Linked DNA regions of Mus musculus: region 1 is linked to region 2. A link is a contact called in public promoter capture Hi-C data. All regions are on one chromosome and are shown on one strand. Each heading gives the region's core, a stretch centred on a gene start, on an enhancer-like site or on the middle of the called end of the contact. The rest is flanking DNA. Distances are from core to core; before and after follow the strand shown.

Region 1 (3,671 bases), core at 111-2,610, 2.4 Mb before region 2:
AGCACAGCAGCCTGTGCTAACGACACACACCTCGTAACTTAACTCTACAGGGGAAGTCTCAATTGGCCCCCTTTCTGGAGGCAAATTCAGTACAATTTCACCATAAGAAGCTTTGTTCTTAACCAAGGTTTCTTAAGTCTGACAAGCGAGTTTGGACTACGTTAAGTTTCTGTTCCTGAGACCTCTCCTGGGTGTTAGGATAGACAGCAGCATCCTTCTTCTATACACAGTGCCCCCATCACACCTACCCATGGCCAACAGTAGACACTGTACTATCCTCTGGGGACAAGATTACCCCAGGACTGAGAATCACTTAGACTGGAAGGCTGACTGTAATTCATAAGTAATGTTCTCTCATTCATTAGGAAAAATCACCAGCTCTTATAGTGTACATATTCAAGGCAGTTACACAATTGAAGTACTTTTGTGTGGAAAAGAAAACGTAAGATCCAGCATGCTATCCCATGGTGATGGTTTTGCATTTATCTGGTCTCTTTTCTAGCTGTCACTCAATTATGTGAGAGTTTTACCAGGTATGACAGAACTGAATAAAATAGTGTATTCACTAAATAAGCAAATAGTCAAATATATGTTATGTGTCCATTCAATAATCCACAATTCTTCCATAACCCTAAGGACTTCAAATTATATAAAATAAGTGATTTAAAAAAATCACGTGTCAATGTCAAAGCTATGAGGAAGTTAAAACTGCCAAGTTTGCAATAATCCAAACTGTAAAATGCTTCCTATAAGGAAGGAAGTGTAACACAAATTGTTGTGTGGCACATGAAGTAAATTTCAGATGTCAACATTTTTAAGGTGACAAAATTATTTTTTCAATGTGACGATGAGACCATACATGTACTAAATAAACAGAAATCATTTTCTCACTTAGCTTCTCGGAAAGCAACTAGTTAAATTTACGTTCCTTAAGCAAATTCGAGTCCCGGCTGAGAAGACTTATCGGTTCAAATAAATCAAGAGTGGCAGTCACTCCTGCTGGTTTGTAGTTAAGTCCCAGTTTCTTAGCAGAGGCCAGGTGGCCCTGAGCAGCCGCTTCCGGCGCTCGCCGCAGGCCCCGCCCCGGCCCCGCCCCCGGGCCCCCGCGCATTACCTCGGCTAGGCCCTGCGGCTCGCGGCCTCCTCCGATCAGCCAGCGCAGCATCGGGCCGGGGCGTCCGCGGCCCACGGAGCGAGGGCCGCCGCGGCGCAGGTGCTGGGGCTGCGGCCGAGTGAGCCTGGGGCGAGGCAGCGGGAAAACAGAAGTCTCGTTGGGGCGCCCGCACTGAAGGCCGCGACGGCGGAGGCGGAGGTTCCGCGTCCCCAGTGAGCACGCGCGTGGGCGCCGCGCGGTTGGCGCAAGAGCTCAGGTCGCTCGGGCGCCCCCTAGTGGGCGTGCGCTGCGGCCATGTCGCCGCAGGACCAGCGCTTGTCTAAATCCTGTGTAGCTACGGCGCCCCTTAAACACACTAGCAAGTCTCCTGGTTTCCCAACAGCCAGATGGAGAGGGTGTGCCTGCAGTAGACTTCTGCTCCTGGACGAATCTAGTGGCGTTCTTGTACACCAAGCAGCCAACATTGTGTGCCACAGAATAAGGACTGTACCAAACCCTAACGCCTCCCTTTTTACAGACCAAGAAACTGACCCGCTTAAAGATTAAGTAATGTGTCTAAAGATAAAAGCCAGCAGGTGGCCATGATGGAATTAAGACTTGCTCGGTAAACTTCAAAACCGGTTCTTACACATTGCCTGGACTGTCTTCCAAAGCAGGAAGTATAAAGCGAAGGAATCCGTTCCCTGGCTGTGCTGCTGAAACATGGAGCGACATTTCTAGCTCCAAACATTCTATGTCAGCCTCTAAATTTTCTTAATAGTTACACGACTGGTTATACAACCTGGCTTCGTATCAAAAATTACCTGGACACTTTTGAAAATGTAGACTAGGAAAAGCAATCTCTAGTTGGCACATAGAAATCAAAGTTTGAGGGGACTAATATCCAATATATATATAAAAAACCCAAGAAGGTAGACTCCAGAAAATCAAATAACCCCATTAAAAATGGGGCTCAAAGCTAAACAAAGAATTCTCATCTGAGGAATACCGAATGGCTGAGAAGCACCTGAAAAAAATGTTCAACATCCTTAATCATCAGGGAAATGCAAATCAAAACAACCCTGAGATTCCACCTCTCAACAGTCAGAATGGCTAAGATCAGGTGACAGCAGATGCTGGTGAGGATGTGGAGAAAGAGGAACACTCCTCCATTGTTGGTGGGATTGCAAGCTTGTACAACCACTCTGGAAATCAGTCTGGCAGTTCCTCAGAAAATTGGACATGGTACTATCGGAGGATCCCACAGTACCTCTCCTGGCCATATATCCAGAAGATGTTCCAACTAGTAAGAAAGATACATGCTCCACTATGTTCATAGCAGCCTTATTTATAATAGCCAGAAGCTGGAAAGAACCCAGATGCCCCTCAACAGAGGAATGGATACAAAAAATGTGGTACATTTACACAATGGAGTACTACTCAGCTATTAAAAAGAATGAATTTATGAAATTCCTAGGCAAATGGATGGATCTGGAGGGCATTATCCTGAGTGAAGTAACTCAATCACAAAAGAACTCAAATGATATGTACTCACTGATAAGTGGATCTTAGCCTAGAAACTTAGAATACCCAAGATATAAGTTACAATTTGCAAAACACATGAAACTCAAGAACAATGAAGACCAAAGTGTGGACACTTTGCCCCTTCTTAGAATTGGGAACAAAATACCCATGGAAGGAGTTACAGAGACACAGTTTGGAGCTGAGACGAAAGGATGGACCATCTAGAGACTGCCATATCCAGGGATCCATCCCAAAATCAGCCTCCAAACGCTGACACCATTTCATACACTAGCAAGATTTTGCTGAAAGGACCCAGATAGAGCTGTCTCTTGTGTGACTATGCCAGGGCCTAGCAAACACAGAAGTGGATGCTCAGGGTCAGCTATTGGATGGAGCACAGGGCCCCCAATGGAGGAGCTAGAGAAAGTAACCAAGGAGCTAAAGGGATCTGCAACCCTATAGGTTGATCAACAATATGAACTACCCAGTACCCCCCAGAGCTCCTGTCTCTAGCTGCATATGTAGCAGAAGATGGCCTAGTCGGCCATCAGTGGAAAGAGAGGCCCATTGGTCGTGCAAACTTTATCTGTCTCAGTACAGGGGAAGGCCAGGGCCAAGAAGTGGGAGTGGGTGGGTGGGGGAGTGGATGGGGGAGCATGTGGGGGACTTTTGGGATAGCATTGGAAATGTAAATGAAATAAATACCTAATTAAAAAAAAAAAGAAATCAAAGTTTGGAGTGCGTTCATTGGAGTAGCAAGACCTGAGAATTACTGTTCTAACATTGTAAATTACAAATGTATTTGTAAAAGTTCTCACGTGTGCTTGTATATGTATTTATTAGGCTCAAAGGAGGCTACCTGCAGGGATGTCCCATCCAGTGAATCAATATATAGGATATGGACATACCAAGTAAGATGCAATAAAGAATCACAAAAAGTACTGCCTTCTAGGGACAAAGCAGAAAAGGCTCAGGCAAAAATGAGACTGGGCTACGTGTTCTACTCAGGAGATACTTGATGTGTGTGCGTTCAAGTTGCCAGGACTCTGGGAGC
Region 2 (3,764 bases), core at 924-3,423:
AGCCTTGAACCTGGATCCTCTGAAAGAGCTACTACGTGATGAGCCACCTCTCCAGCCCCAGAAAGTCCATTTTAAAATATGCCTGAAGGCTATTGATATGCCACAGTCATAGAGCACTGGTATACTGTCTTAGTTATGGCTTTGTTGCTGTGAAAGACACCATGACCACGGCAACTCTTATAGAGACAACATTTAATTGGGGCTGGCTTACAGGTTCAGAGATTCAGTCCATTAACATTAAGGCAGGGACATGGCAGCATCTAGGCAGAAGTGATGCAGGCGGAGCTGAGAGTTCTACATCTTCATCTGAAGGCTGCTAGTGGAAGACTGACTTCTAGGCAGCTAGATTGAGGATGTTAAATGCCCACACTCACATTGACACACCTACTCCAGCAAGGCCACACCTACTCCAATAGGGCCAAACTTTCTAATCGTGCCACTCCCTGAGCTGAGCATACACAAACCATAAAACATACCAACATGAATAGAATCCAACAATTCATGAAAAGGACTGAGCCAATAGGATCATCAGTGATTCAATTGTGCTATGTGGATATCTCAGGTTACACATTATTCGTATCATACTCTTACTAAGAGAGTGTCTAGCTTTCAGTAACAAAGCTAATGAGTGGCAGAACTAGAATTCAAATTCAGGTAGTGAAAAAAGAAGGAGGAAATAGGGGACTGGATTCATAGTTTCAATATCAAGAACATACTTCAAGAATAGGAGTGAGGCAAGAAAGACAGACAGACTGCTCTCCCTCTCAGGTCCCCATTGGTTTCTGTCTTTCCTTCTGGAAGTTCTGTCTTTACCTTGCTTCTCCTTACAGGTGTTCCTGGGGAGGGAATTTGGGCTACTGTACCTGGCTACTAAGCAGGTTCTTTCAAAAGTCCTACTTTATATGTGAATTTGTGTTAACTTATATCCACACCAGGATATGAGAGTATCCACACTATTCTCACCAATGAATTCATCTATAAATTAAGCAAATTGGTAAAACAGATTTATGGAGAATACACTGTTTCTGCTATATTAAGTTTGAACATCAATAAAATGTGGTAGACATGCTATTTTGTGAACTGATTTGCATATACTTTAAAATGTTGTTTTGTTCATTTAAAATAACTCTTATTTGTCCTTACATTGTACTATATACTTTTGCCCCTAATTTGTATGCACAAGCCACTGCTTCTGAATTGAGGTTCCAAAAAGACGACGGCCCCATTTTATCTGTGACAGTGTCCAACGTATAAAAGTGAAAATACACACTGTACTTTGTAGAATTATTCTTATATTTTTGGTTGTGAGACTAGCCTTTAACGGCTGAGCCATCTCTCCAGCCCTTGTGGAATTATTCTTAAGATTAATTAGCTAATGTAAGCGAAGCATCTCTTTTGCATTGTCTGTCAAAGAACAGGCCAGTCACCTTACACAACCAAAAGTTTTGCTCTTGGCAAAAATCAGAGTTTAGAAGGGGAACCAGAAGTAGAGATGCAGAATCTCTGAAAGATAAACTACAGTTGCCAATTACTGAATTGAGGACCTGAGCTCTGACTGTGAAGTCTCTTGAGTACAAATCACAGCAGCGATAACGCTTGTAATCTCTCGAAAGCCTAGGCGAGCCAGCAGTCCCCAAGCTGGTCCGGATACTAATTTTCTCTTCGCTCTCTTTGAATTTTAGAAAACTCGTGGTGAAAATGCGAAGGCCGAAGCAGAGAGCGCGCGCGAGGCATCGGGCATCTCCTTCCGAGAGGGTAGCTGGCTTCTGGTTTTAGACAGCAGCCGCTCTGGAGGCTACAGAGGGTTGGAAATGCAGAAGTACAGCCAGAAGTGCAGGGCGGCGTCGGCCAATCCGCTCACCCAAGGACCGGCATTTAGGAGCTGCCCGGAGGTGAGATACAGTGTCGGCCGCTGGATTTGGCTGGTGCAAACCGGAGTGCCGGGTCAGCTGAGCTGTGGCACTAGTCACCTCCTGAGGCCAGCAGAAGAGCGTCCTTGGAACAGCGTCCGAGCGCAGGATCCCAACGGAGTCGCCTGGCCACTTCCGGCGCGCCCGCGTGGACTGGCTCGGACCCGAGCAGCGCGCATGCGCATAGATCAAGCCTCCCGGAGGGGGCGTGGCAGCGGGAAGCATTCTCTGCGCCTGCGCCCTTCTCTGCTAGGTCGGCTGGGGACGAGCTCTAGGCTGGCGTCGCGCTGTCCTGGGTGTCGTGGCCGGGTTACTCTTCACGCCTCACTGCGGCGTCGCGTCGAGTCCCCGAGAGCTCGGCGGGGTGTGGGGAGGTAAGAGCCTCGGAGCCGCCACCGGCCTCTCCTCAGCGTACTGCGGGCGGAGGGGCGGGGCGGCCTCGGACTCGCTAGGCTGCGACGGCCCGGCCTCGCCTTCCTCCGGGACCCGCCTGCCACCCTGGGCTCTGTGCGGCCGAGATACCCGACCCCATCGCGGGCTGGGCTGGGCCGGGTCGGGCCGCACTGGATCCCGCGAGTCCCCGCGGCGCCTGTTGTCGCCGCCTCCTCCGTTTCACTGATGCCTCAGTGTTCGCTCGCTGTCTTTGGTGCCTCTGAAGAGATGACCTTAACTTTTAACAGTTAACCTGTTTGTGCGACCGTGATTGCAATTTGTTACATTCCAGACTCATGTTCTTGGTTAGCCATGTCAGAAAACCAGCCCGTAAATTTAAATATTAACTTCATCTTTTAATTCAAAGAATAAGTTGGTGATGTCATCCGGTTCCGTCACTTACTCGGCTGAGTTTGGCATTTCTCGAGTTGGCAAAAGTTTAGTGGTTTGATCGTGTCTGTCCGATTTTTCACATAACTTCTTTTTTCCCCCTTCTCTTTGATATTAAACTACACATTTAGTGGCAAGCTATTTAAAAATTAGAGGAGGGAATTAGGAATGAGCTAGTCACCATTCCACCGTGCAAAAGTAACCAGCCGCTTACCATTTTGACATTTTTCTTTGTCCTTTTTTTTTTTTTTTTTTTTTTTTTTTGGCCCCTGTTGCATTTTAAACTTAAAATGATAAGAGTGTTGCTCACCTTTCCCATGTTTTTAAAAGCTGTACACATATACCCATTACATTTTTTTACTATACACATAATAATATGAGCAAAAACAATCTTTTGAAGTAGCTACCTTACAAATAAAACTAATTTTTTTGTCCCCAGTCATAATGCCAATTACACATAGTATCCTATATGGTTGAAGATAATGACAATTGAAAAATATTCAAGAAAATGTAATTGTTAATGCAGAATATTTACCATTTTGAAAATTAAAACTCTGGAAATTCTTTTTTTTCTTCACATATTCACTTAAAAATAGTCATACAATGAAGCAAATACTTTATTATATTAAAAAATCTTGGTTGTTTTTAAATTCTAATTCTAATGTACATTGAACATTTTCTTCATGATCATATTACTGTCTTTCACAATTTTATACCCCTTACAGTCTAGTGTCCAACTGCCTTCTAATATATTTTTATTATTTTTATATTGTTAGAATATTTTATATCATTTTTAAGGAAAATAATAAAATTATCTCCTTTTCTCTTTTTAAGTAAAATGTAGAGAGACATAATTTAGCTTTGAAAGGCTTACATAATCCCTACACTAGATTTAGTTTAGTACTTGTTCCTCCGTATTTTCCCCCTTGCTAATACTATTTTAACAATTTTTGTGGAAAATGGATTTATGTTGTACAGAGTTTTGTGATTTTCTTTCTTTCAGCGTTGTGTATTGGATAGTTCTACAGAAGT

What was found. Promoter capture Hi-C pulls out the DNA fragments that hold promoters and counts their contacts.
Region 1: a contact with region 2 is called in a promoter capture Hi-C map of liver, with 4 times the contacts expected there. The contact joins the promoter of Wdr41 here to the promoter of Zfyve16 in region 2. A contact is called at or near these places in 2 of 39 promoter capture datasets (liver and pre-B cells).

What each region holds. Positions count from the first base shown.
Region 1 is chr13:94,974,033-94,977,703 of GRCm38.p6, reverse strand. It overlaps Wdr41 (WD repeat domain 41), which reads right to left and starts at 1,360. Exons shown (of 14, transcript NM_172590.3): 1 at 1,115-1,360. The coding sequence starts at 1,165.
Region 2 is chr13:92,529,219-92,532,982 of GRCm38.p6, reverse strand. Zfyve16 (zinc finger, FYVE domain containing 16) reads left to right here and starts at 2,173. Exons shown (of 18, transcript NM_173392.4): 1 at 2,173-2,284.